Linked DNA regions of Mus musculus: regions 2, 3 and 4 are each linked to region 1. A link is a contact called in public HiCAR-type and promoter capture Hi-C data. All regions are on one chromosome and are shown on one strand. Each heading gives the region's core, a stretch centred on a gene start, on an enhancer-like site or on the middle of the called end of the contact. The rest is flanking DNA. Distances are from core to core; before and after follow the strand shown.

Region 1 (2,783 bases), core at 146-2,645:
CTAAGAGGAGTCCCAGTAAGGACCCAGTATTGATAGTGTAGCAAAAGCCAGTAGCCTCCAACCAGACCAACGACTCGTTGCAAGTAAAGATGTATAACACGCTGTGATACACTACAGCTTCCACTAGGCATTTTTGGAGGGCAGGTGGCTTGTTTGTTTGTTGTTGTTGTTTTGTGTGGTTGGTTGGTTCGTTTGGGTTTTCGAGATGGGGTTTCTCTGTATAGCCCTGGCTGTCCTGGAACTCAGAAATCCACCTGCCTCTGCCTCCTAAGTGCTGGGATTAAAGACATGCACCACCACTGCCCGGCCTGATTTTTTTTTCAATTGTAATTTTTTTGTTGTTGTTATCTTGTGTGGTGGGAGGTTACAAAGGCCAAGGATGAGTATGAATGGATGGGGAAATGAGAGGGATTGGGGTGCATAATGTAAAATTCACAAAGAACCAAAAAAGGTTTTTAAAAATTCCTTACTATGTTTTAATCTATTTTTTAAGCCAACTAGATCACTTGGAAGTGAGTCGGAGGCCTAAAAGAGCCTGGCTTCTGACTTCCCAGGCCAAAAAAAGAAAATTACTGGAGTGTAATGAGAGAAATGGGAGGCTTTAATAGACTGCCTTCAGGATGAGGCTGAACTGCACTATATTGCTTTGTTAAACGCTTAAAAGTAAAATGAGAAGACAGATGCAAAGACTTCAGTGCCTCAAGTTGCCCTGTGAGCACTTGAAGAGTTAAACCAAGCTGACAAACGCAGACAGAAAAGCAGAGCACCTCTGTCACAGGAGTTCTGCCCCTTCCCACACCCGGGGAGTTGTTTTGAAATCACAGAGGAGTCATTTTATATCAGCAAATATAAGCTTGCAATGACCCGAGCGAGGCATGCGCACAAAGCTGGAGTCCTATTTACATACACCACCTTCCAAGCACAGAGAATTCGAAAAGAGGAGAGAGAGGCCTTGGGGGAAAAGAAGAAAGGACTGGACCACTGCCCTAACCTCTGCATGCACTCCCTCACCCGCACTATTCCTCATATGCCCGCCAGGTGGCGCGCGCGAATCGCCATGGTGCCTAAACCAGAATGGGATAGTAGATGAAGATGCCAGTCGCTTTGAAAACAGCGGGAAGTGACCCGGATGGGGTTGGAAGGGAGGGAGGGAGAGTGCTTTGGGCTATTTGTACTTGAGAACCACCAGCCCACAACCCGGAATTCTCACCTGAAAACGCTGGAGACGATACTGGGAGAAAGCTAACATCCTTGTGTGACCTCTGACTTCTTCAGTCTGCCCCCAAAACTTTATAGGAACCCTCCCCCACTACAGCGGACACGCCCTCCTCTTGATTTGCCCTGACACGAGATGGGCCTGGGGTCGCGCCCTCTGGTTTTTCCCTCGGAGCGTTGTTCCTGAGCGGTTAAGAACTGTTGAGAAGGGTTCTCCAAGCCGTGCCCCTCTTTCACCACTCTGGAGACAGGGATACCTGCCTGGTTTTAGCCGCCCTAAACTTAAAGGTTTGTAACCTTCAGGGTGTCCTAGCGCAGTCTCTTAACTCAGTAGATGCCCAGCCCTCTGATGCAGTAGTCCCCCTTTATCAGTTTCAGGTACCTGAGGATCTTTGTGATGGATGGGCTTAAGGGGTGGGTATTAAATGGAAAATGCCTGAAATAAGCATTTTTGTTTAAGTAACGTTTGTCATATCTGATAACTGTTCTATTCCAGTATTATTAATCTTTAATTTATACTAAGTTTTGTTACAGGTTTATAGGTACACAGTACGGAAGGGGGCGGAGGCTGTGATGGCATCTATAATGATTGGTAGTATCCCAAGACTCAAGCATCCCTTTGGTGTCTTGGAGTCCCAACCTCACAGAATAAGTAGACCTTTGTGTTGCTGTCTACCACTCCACAATTTCCTCAAAGCTTTATGAATACTCTTAACAGTTCTGAAACGAGATGGAAAAGATGGAGAAAGAAACTGGGGGTCAGACAGGACCAAAACCTGTGCTGAACTGACTTAGTGGGGAATCAGAGGTTCCACTTCTCCTTCCTTCTCCTAGTGTCCCCAGTGGTTCCCAAGCTGAGGAAAGCTTGATACCTCCAAAAGATGTGTGACAATGTCATTCATCTACATGTTTCTAAACACATAGATCTCAACAAACGGTTTTAATGGTACTTTTCTAAAATGAATAAGCTTTGCATTTTCACACTATTTGGGACTATGTACATATATATAGTCTATATGAAAAGACGTGTGAAGGATTTTAAAGTAATTTTAGATGGAATTACCACTTGTAAAAGGACTTAAGTAAATCAACTTCATTTTGTTTTAACGCTGGAGTGCATTTCTGATTCTGTTAACAGTGCATTCTAGTGAGACAGAAAACCTTCTCTAGGTCAAAAAGCGTTCCTGGCATAAATGAACACTTGAATTCCAAAGAATTTTGCTGGGATGGGGAGATGACTCAGTGGGGAAATGTGAGCTGTGTGAGTATATAGACCAGGTTCTAGATCCCCAGTGCCCATAGAAACGTTGGGACGGTGGGCATGGTGGAATCGCAGTGTCTGGGAGGCAGAGATGGATCCCAGAACCCACTGACTAGCTGGACTCGCTGAGTTAGCAAGCTATAGGTCCAAGTGTGAGACCTTGCCTCAACATACACTGCAGAGGGCAGTTAAAGAAAACATCCACTGTCGACCTGTACACATGCACCTGCTCCCACACATGTCTACACACATGCAAACACATGCACACCATGCTTACACACACAAGCAAAATAATATTTCTTCTATA
Region 2 (2,783 bases), core at 209-2,708, 210 kb before region 1:
TGGTTCGTAATAAAGAGCATCAATTTTTAGGAAAAAGTTTAAACTTCCCCTTCAAAAACACTTTTAAAAACGTCTTACTCTAGTCTTTTCAGGGGTGTGTGAGTTTGGACAGTTTTCTGGGGGCAAAAGAGAGATTCAAAGGCCCCCTTCTATTTACTGGTTCTGTTTCTCGCCCCTCAGTAAAACACTATCCAGCTTGTCACTTTCCTATTTTTCTTCTGTGGTCTCCAAGCCCCCAAGGCTTGATCCTTAATGCCCCTCAGATCCTGATCCTCCTGTGTATTAACTGAGAGGATTGAAAAGAAGGAAGGCAATCCCTTGGCATGGAGACATTAAAGTGACAGTGCTATTCAATGGGCACTTGATGCAGGATGATTTGGCGAAGCAGACTTCTTCACACTGGAGTCATTCACATCATGCCATCTCTTCGCAAACAAGCAGCTTCCTATCCGGCGAAGAAAAACACTGAGGCTGCTGGAAAGGAGAAACCAAACCTTCCCCAAAAGGTGTTTTCAGAGACGCTGTAGTAGTATTAGGCATGCAATCACACACTATGCAAATAGTCCGCGATTTCCTAAATGAGAGTGCAGCTGTTTGGCTTCCACATCCACCCTTTCTCAGTCTCTCTCCAATCTACCCACCTTCCTTTTGCAGAAAAGACATTTCTCTGCCACCGCTGGCCACCCCTGCCCACACCCCGATCTTATACAGAAGAGCACCGAAATGTCCTGCACCCTCCAAGCGATGAAGTGTTTCCTCGGGCAAGAGAAACAGCAGCACTAGAAATTATATAACTCTCGAATTTGGCTTGCCTAAGACATGGAGACTGGAGGGTCGGGGGTTGCGGGTCTGGCAGACGCTGCTGGGCATTTCACGTGCACGGAAGCGCGCCTGGCCTCCTCGCAGCACCATCCACCCCTAAAACACTGGCCGACCAGGGCTCTTCGGGGGAGCAGGGAAAAGGGATATTTCTAACTGAACCCTTTCCAAGCGGGGCTTGAGGGTGGACTATGGGGACTGAAGACTGTAGAGAGCAGGCTAGCCCGTGCTGCTGTGGCCGCGCCGGGGAGACGGGCTGGAGGCTCTGAGGAGGAACCTTAGAAACCACAGCCTTAACACACCGACCGGGCCGAAGGAACTACCAGGGCTCGGTTACCCCAGCCGCCCTGAGAAGAAGGCGCGCAGCAACAGGCCTGCGCCCGAACCGCCCCTGGTTCCCTTCAGGTTGGCCAGGCTGACAATTTGGCAGAGGACAAGGCAAGGCTGGCTAGGGGCGGGCCCCTGACCCTGAGCCTTCCTCGGAGCCAATGAGAGATCGCACTTCTGCGACGCCACGCCCAACCTCCGCCCGGCTGGAGGGCGCGGCTTTTGACTGGGTGGGGGAGTACCGGACTAAAGGTACGAGCTGTCAGACAGCTGCAAGTCCCGCCCCAGGCGCTCCGGCCACGCCCTCCTGTCAGTCACGTGAGGCGCTAAGATGGCGGCGTCCCAGCGACCAAGTTGGTCCGAGTCGAAGGTTGCTGGTGTTGTGCAGGAGGGAAATAGGGAAGCACCCCAGGTAGGCGGAAATCTAGGGTGGTGTGGGTCGCCTCCTCGGAGATGATGCACGTGAAGGATTTGAGCAAATAGAACCGAACCCGACTTTATGTAGAGTGTAATCAAATCTCTAGTTCCGAACAGCGTAGACCTGAAGTCTACGCCGATTAAATGCAGCTTGTTTCTCTTTCTCGAGGACCTTTCTTCAATTACAAATACTTTATCGCCTTACCCCACCCGGCCCGACCTCCAGTTCTCTCATTCTGTTTAAGTCTCCTGCATTTTATTGATTTGATGTGTTCTGACTTAACGCAAGGTTATGATGGCTTCTTGAATGCATTCACTTTTTTGATTACCCGAGAACCTAATATCCACCACGGCTGGACAAATCATGTTGAATAAAATTCTGAAGGTCAAATAATACACTTAAAGATACAACACACACACACTTTGCAGGCCATACGCCCACACAAATGCACTTAACGTGTATAAGGATGGTGATCTAATCAGTTGAGTGACTTTGAACTTCCTTAACTCTCAGATTAAACGTTGGTTGTGGCAAAAATCTTCATTTTCAGTTCTTGCTGAAAGACTTCCTTGGAATCTGATGATGGAGCACTTGTCAGGCCTGAAGCCCAGGCGTCTATACCAACAGCACAAAAATAAGTTAAAACAAAACAAAACAAAAAACTCTGGGCAAGTTAATAATCTATATCTCCTTAATTAAGGAGAGTGTAGTGAAACCCTTGCAAATGCCAGATGCCAAAAATATTTGCTGTTGCTTTTGATTATTTCAATATTGACTGTCCTGCAGCCATAATTGTGGGTACCCTTTTCCCCAAAGCTGTCTTAAAGGCCTGGAAATTTTCTGTGGGTGGTGAAGAGGGCTGTTCAGGGAATTGGATGAGAACAGAACAAAAATTTCTCTACGTTTTTTTGATTAGCCATGATGCTATTAATATCTGCCTTCATCGTACACTAGATGGATTGGTTAGAGAATCCTCCTTAGAAAATACTATTTCTTCTTCCATTTTTCCATTTGGATAGCAGAAGGAGGGGGGAGCAAAAGATGTAAGTCTAGTCCCCCCCAAAAAAATATAATTTGTAAAGTATTTTATGCCTGCTCTGCCCACCCCCCTTCTCAGCTATCTTAAAGAACTGACTTAAATGCTGTGTTGTATTAAGGCAGAAATACTGGTCTTTTGATCAATTGTATACCACCTTAAGAAGATCAAGGAACCCATTCT
Region 3 (2,783 bases), core at 203-2,702, 190 kb after region 1:
CAAAAGAGTCGCAACCCACAGGCTGAGAGCCGCTGCTCTACAACATACTGTGTTGTGTGTGGCATTTTGGGATATTCTGTTTTATGGGTTTTGCACCCCATTTGTCTATAAAACATTTGTTCAATAAGTTAGATGCATTAAACGTACTTCCTGGTTATATTCATCTTGGGATGGTTTGATCAAGGTGTAACCCTAGTGTGGGTCAGGGAACATCCGTGTGGGTGTGCATGCTCTTCATCTTGGCCTCTATCCACTGCTTGGCTTCTAACAAGTCACAAAGCCTTTGAGCCAAAGACTAAGTACCAGAAAAACCTCTATCAAGGACAAAAGAAGGATCTTGTTGTAGTGGTTGATATATATATGTGTAAAACCAAAGAACTTCTGATTCATGTAGCTATCTCTTGCCTGGTTCAGAAGAAGGCATATCAATTTCTCTATGCACTTTTTCTGAGATACTTTTTCAGACAAAGGTGCAATATCCCAAGGCTATAGATGAGAAAATGAATACTTGGTCTTAGAGCTTTTTGACCCACAAGATGATTGGGGTGTGGGTGGGGTCAATGAGCTAATAGATAAGCTTAGACTCCTGCAAGGACAGGAGCATATGATTACACATTGCACAGGGAAGTTAGAGGGCCTAATTTAGATTCCTTCTGAGTTGATTCTTCCAAGAAGAGCCATAGCTCTTCCAGACAATAAAGAGCAAAGTATCCTATCCAAGGGACCTGCATGTAGGAGCACAAGCCAGAAAATACAGGAACTAGCAAATAAGTGTGTGGAAGAATTTGAAAGGAGAGATGGGGGCAGCATCAGGAGATGGACTGGACAATGAGCAAAGGCAGCTTGCTTTGAAGGAATCTACAAAGTCTGACAAGACATAAGTAAATAATCGTAACACTGTAGAAGATGGAATGGTCTTCAAAGGATCAAAAGAAGTTCAGGGCAGCTCAGAAAAGGGAGCCATGCCTTCCCACTAGGATAAAGGCTGTGTCAGTGATGCCAAGCTAGCTCCAGTTGGTCCTTTTCTTATGGCTGGAATTCAAGTAGATGTCAAAGACCTGCAATGTAATTATCTGCCTGACCGTGCTCCCCTTGAGTTATAAATATAACTTACTAGAGCTAATGTTAAAATGCTAACATACTATTTATGACACCTATTCCTATTATATAACACATCCCTCTGCTCTTCACCACTCTGTCTGCCAGTACCTAAAATGGTACCTGACATTTAAATGGTGATGCCTAAGTACTTGTTGAATCAGTCTTTCAAGTGATGTACTTTCACCTCAACAACTACACACTATGGATTCCTTTCTAGAAATCTGTTTGTTACACATCTAGAATTCTAACTTGGAAAGTGTGGTAACAGGGCAGCCAGATGCAACCAAGGAAGGCTGTATGCTGATGGCTCAGAAACTGCCCCTCCCTGTGCCAGCTGGAGTATTTGGGCGGAGGGAGGAAAGAAGTGTGGTTTAGTGAGAGTGTGCTGTTTCTGGGCGGGTGGCCTCAACCACTCCTTTTTGCATGGTTGGCTGCCCATGCCATCTTAGACCAGGCCAGCTATTCTGTCCTGTTCTTTGCCCACTGAAGAGGCTTTGAGAATTTTGAGTGAAAGCAGAAAGCATTAGCATCTTGGAAAGGATGTAGTTGGAGCACTTGTGGCCTTGCTTGGCACTTTCAGAGCTCTGCTTTTGTAGAGAGGAAAGACTGTTCTGCCCACAAACTTAGCAACTTGCAGCCACTGCTTGGAAGGTAACATTTAAACATGTTTGATTACCATCTCCAATAGAGCCTCAGTGAATACGATTACTAGCCCTGTGTGGCCTTCTTTTTTTAATGATTCCAGTTCTGTTCAATTTTAGGTTCAGGTGTGAAAATTTTGGGCATACACAGATTGTATTGTGAACTAAAAGAGGCTTGTCTTATATTCTGAGTTTTCACAATGTATTTTTCTTGCTGCTCCTTGAACAGTTTGAAACCCTTCTGTATTTAGAAAACAATAGAGAAAGTGGTCTTTCTTAGTGGATTTACCATCTCCACACCCATGGGAAAAATCTGATCTTTCCCCTCCATTTCTTATGCCACTCCATTCTTCAGTCGACCTAAGATTATTCACACACGTGTCTCTTCTTGTCCCACATATAGACAAGACTCTCAGTATGGGTTATTTTACTAGTCTCTAATCTAACCTCCCTGGCCTCAAGATCCTTTTATCAAGACAGTCTTTACACTGCTCTCTAACTAAACTCCTTACAAGACAGTCTGGACTGTGGCTGATTATCACACGGGAAATAAAGTTCGAAACTTGCAGACAGCAATTGGACATGGAAAATGAGTAGAATAAAAACATTTATAAAATAAATCAACTATATTACATAAAAGTTACTGTCCAAAAATCTACCCCCCAAAAAATAGGCCCGGGAGTCTGGCTTTAACAGTACACCAGTTACCTAGTTCTATGTAGGCCCTAACTCCAGCATGTGCTTGTGTGTGCATGTACGCGTAGAGAGGTGTCAGTGTAAAAACGGTTGTTATGTCATTAGGGTTCCAAGCAAACTATTCAATGTAGAGTTTGTGAGTACCTTACAGGATATGTACAATAAAAAAAAGAAATGTTCTAAAATACCAGTAAACAAATTAGGAAAGTCATTAAAATCTAAAACAAATGTATAGTAATATACTTTCATTCCTGTCCTTGAAGTGACCCAATAAGCAAAGACTCCCATAGCTAACAGCTATATGCTTCCAATGTACCAGAATATGTTCTAAAAGTTTGCTAACTA
Region 4 (2,783 bases), core at 121-2,620, 170 kb after region 1:
AAGGTGACATGCTCTTAAAATTGGAAGTAGCTACTAACTAAAGGGTTCATGGCTTTAGAGAATGCCTCAAGCATTATAATTATTTACAATGTGACTTTCAATCAAAACCTTTCAATATTTTAGAAACACCATATAAAAAGAACAAGTATTTGGTTTGAAGAGAGGTAGTATATTAATTTATGTTTCTTTCTGTAAAAAAAAAAAGTAAAATGCAACATTAAATAAGACAAAAAACTAGAGATCTAGTTACCTCTGTACTTAGCATTGTCAAAGAACAGAAAAGACAAATTTTCAACTAAAAGCACTTCATTGAAAAACAGAATCAAAAGACCATTGCCAAAATTACACTCTATATACAACAAGTTTATCTCTATTTAGTTATTTATTTTAAATTAAGATCTCGTTCTGAAGCCCAGGCTCACGTGAGACTCATGATGTAGCCTGTGCTGGCCTCAGTCTGACAGCCACTTCTCCTGCCTCAGCTACCAATTGTTGGGATTACAGATGTGAGCCAAGCTTATGCCAAATTCCCAACTGCCTCACCGGCAGGGATTTCTCTGTGTATCCAAGATGATCCTTCTAAAAGTCTGGACCTAGTTTTCATTATGCAGACAACCCAGCCACAGAAGCCAAGCCGTATTTTAAGACTGCAGTATTTACTAATGGATGTCTGGCTAGAAACAGTGTTGGCAGAATCCTGGCAGAGGCGTCAACTCTCTCTAATGATGTGGAACTGGGCTGCATAATTATGTCCACTTGGATTAAGTCTAGTCAAGACTGTCATGTTTTGCAATGGAACCAGAAACAAGCACCCGCCCTGTGCCACAGTGCTGGGATTTTCCTACAATGACATCAGAACATGAGAACTTGTTCAAACATTCCCAAAATCTTCACTCTAGCCATTTATTTCATTTTGGGGCTTTCTTTGGGGAAAAAAAAACTGGCTTCAGATAACATTTTTGTTTTATAGAACACTTTGGTCTAAGGATGGTATATTCCATAAATATGATCCCAGATCAGAGAAAAAAAGTGCTTTGGAAAGAAATGCTCTGTACTCTTCTTGAAGATATATTAACACATTCTTAATATAGAAGGACACTCCATCTCACACGTACCTCCTGCTCCAGAAAAAACAATTGCCCATTTTGCATTGTTGATTTCCTTTCTAGATGTTTCTGAGATTTCAAGCATCCATGTTTCTTTGTCACTAAGGAATAAATACAAGGGCTGGGAAGAAGGACCTGTAAAGTACTTGCCACACTTATGAGGACCTGAACATGATCCTGTCAGTGACCACAGAACAAGCTACAGAGCTGGACACAGCCTCGGTCGGGGGCCTTTGATCCTAGCACTGAGAGAGAAGCTGGAGACATGAGGAAGTTCACCGGAGTTAGCCGGCTAGCTGGGATGGCTGAATAAGTGAGCTCCGGGATCAAGGTCTCATCAGATAATAATTGTGTTTTTATTAGAGCTGGGACATTGACATTTGAATATCTGCATTTGAAAAGCTCTAGTCCTGCCAAGGTTTCTATAATGCATCTCCCTTTCAAAATAAGTGGTGACTGCCCTCTGGCAGGTAGGGGGTAAAGACCAATTAGGAAAAACACTGGACACCAACTTCTGGAGAGAGAGAGAGACAGAGACAGAGAGAGACAGAGACAGAGAGAGACAGAGACAGATAGAGACAGAGACAGAGAGAGACAGAGAGAGAACCACAAAAGGGGAGAGGGGATGAGGGGATGAGAACACTCATGTGGTTGCCTGGACACGGTTACTGTATGTGTTAGCTAGCTTAATGTCAACTTGCCCCAATCTATGGTCATTTTAGAAGAGGGAACCTCAACTGAGAGAATGCCCCCAACCAGATTGTCTCGTGGGTAAGTCTGAAGTGCATTTTTGGCTGATCTGGCTCACTGTGGGCGGTGCCATCGCTGAGCTGTAGTCCTAGATGCTACAAGAATGCAGACTGAGCAAACCATGTGAATAAGCTAGCATTCAGCACTCCTCCCGGGCCTCTGCTCTAGTTCCTGCCTCCAGTTTCCTGCCTTGAGTTCCTGTCCTGATTTCCTTAAATGATGGGCTCTGACCTGAGAGCTACAGACTGAAATACAGCTCCTTCCTCCCCGAGCTGCTTTTGATCCTGGTGTTTTTATCACAACAATAGGAACTCCAACTAAGGCTTCTGTGTCAGACTCCTGGAAAAACATATTTCTGTCTACTAAAAGAGTTAAATTGTAAATTCAGATATGTGGAAAAGCATTTGATTTTATTTGAATTCAAGTCATGCATGCAGCCTTAGGAAATGAAAATTAATAAAGCATTAGGCAAGGAAAGTGAAGAACAGCAAGCCTTTCAAATGGAAATCCCTAGAATAAGGGACTAACTCTTATTATTATATTAACACTATTCAGGATTGAAAATGTTGATAGTATTGTCAGATTTCTTACCCTTCTGCCTAGTTTCCAGGCCTCTGAAAGATGCGACATCACAGACTTCCGAAGTGGACTATGAAGTGAGGATGCTGAAGAAATATATTTTTGTAGATTGCTACTAAACAGTATCTTTATCCTGTACTAATTTAATGCCAATGCACATGAAACATTTTAAATATTTGGATATGTTAGAACTATTCATGATCTGAACCCAAATATTATGACTGTTTCAAGTGAATTGGAATTTTTATCTGAAGCAAGAACAACTCTGTCTCCCTCACTTCCTCACCTCTCCCCCTCTGAGACAGGAAGCACGCAGCATAGGCTAGCCTCAAAGTCATCCTGCAATTT

Evidence for each region. Promoter capture Hi-C pulls out the DNA fragments that hold promoters and counts their contacts. HiCAR-type assays count read pairs that join an accessible place to other places.
Region 2: a promoter capture Hi-C map of neural stem cells shows a contact between it and region 1. The contact joins the promoter of Tmem126b here to the promoter of Ccdc83 in region 1. A contact is called at or near these places in 10 of 39 promoter capture datasets (the 3T3-L1 cell line, the HPC-7 cell line, hematopoietic stem and progenitor cells and 5 more), 2 of 484 Hi-C or Micro-C datasets (both in embryonic stem cells), 2 of 115 datasets of contacts at active chromatin or transcription factors (large pre-B cells and pro-B cells) and 2 of 9 other capture datasets (adipose tissue and liver).
Region 3: a contact with region 1 is called in a promoter capture Hi-C map of the HPC-7 cell line, with 2.9 times the contacts expected there. The contact joins the enhancer-like site here to the promoter of Ccdc83 in region 1. A contact is called at or near these places in 8 of 39 promoter capture datasets (the 3T3-L1 cell line, the HPC-7 cell line, HPC-7-derived erythroid cells and 5 more), 1 of 115 datasets of contacts at active chromatin or transcription factors (craniofacial prominence) and 2 of 9 other capture datasets (adipose tissue and liver).
Region 4: a contact with region 1 is called in a HiCAR-type map of fibro-adipogenic progenitors, with 4 times the contacts expected there. The contact joins the enhancer-like site here to the promoter of Ccdc83 in region 1. A contact is called at or near these places in 11 of 39 promoter capture datasets (the 3T3-L1 cell line, embryonic stem cells, frontonasal cranial neural crest and 6 more), 3 of 484 Hi-C or Micro-C datasets (the G1E-ER4 cell line, the N1E-115 cell line and cortical neurons), 1 of 115 datasets of contacts at active chromatin or transcription factors (fibro-adipogenic progenitors) and 3 of 9 other capture datasets (adipose tissue, liver and macrophages).

Annotation. Positions count from the first base shown.
Region 1 is chr7:90,264,044-90,266,826 of GRCm38.p6, reverse strand. Ccdc83 (coiled-coil domain containing 83) reads left to right here and starts at 1,395. Exons shown (of 11, transcript NM_183293.1): 1 at 1,395-1,503.
Region 2 is chr7:90,474,670-90,477,452 of GRCm38.p6, reverse strand. It overlaps Tmem126b (transmembrane protein 126B), which reads left to right and starts at 1,458. Exons shown (of 5, transcript NM_026734.2): 1 at 1,458-1,558. The coding sequence starts at 1,478. It also overlaps a transcript of Dlg2 not described here.
Region 3 is chr7:90,073,505-90,076,287 of GRCm38.p6, reverse strand. No RefSeq gene overlaps it. Among named protein-coding and RNA genes, the nearest start is that of Gm32164, 12 kb to the right of the region's middle. Within about 2 kb of position 1,452, at least 31 of the 459 cell types and tissues checked have an H3K27ac peak or open chromatin away from gene starts, as enhancers often do. A contact at or near this core is called in the HPC-7 cell line, where this site is marked.
Region 4 is chr7:90,093,903-90,096,685 of GRCm38.p6, reverse strand. No RefSeq gene overlaps it. Among named protein-coding and RNA genes, the nearest start is that of Gm32164, 32 kb to the right of the region's middle. Within about 2 kb of position 1,370, at least 16 of the 459 cell types and tissues checked have an H3K27ac peak or open chromatin away from gene starts, as enhancers often do. A contact at or near this core is called in fibro-adipogenic progenitors, where this site is marked.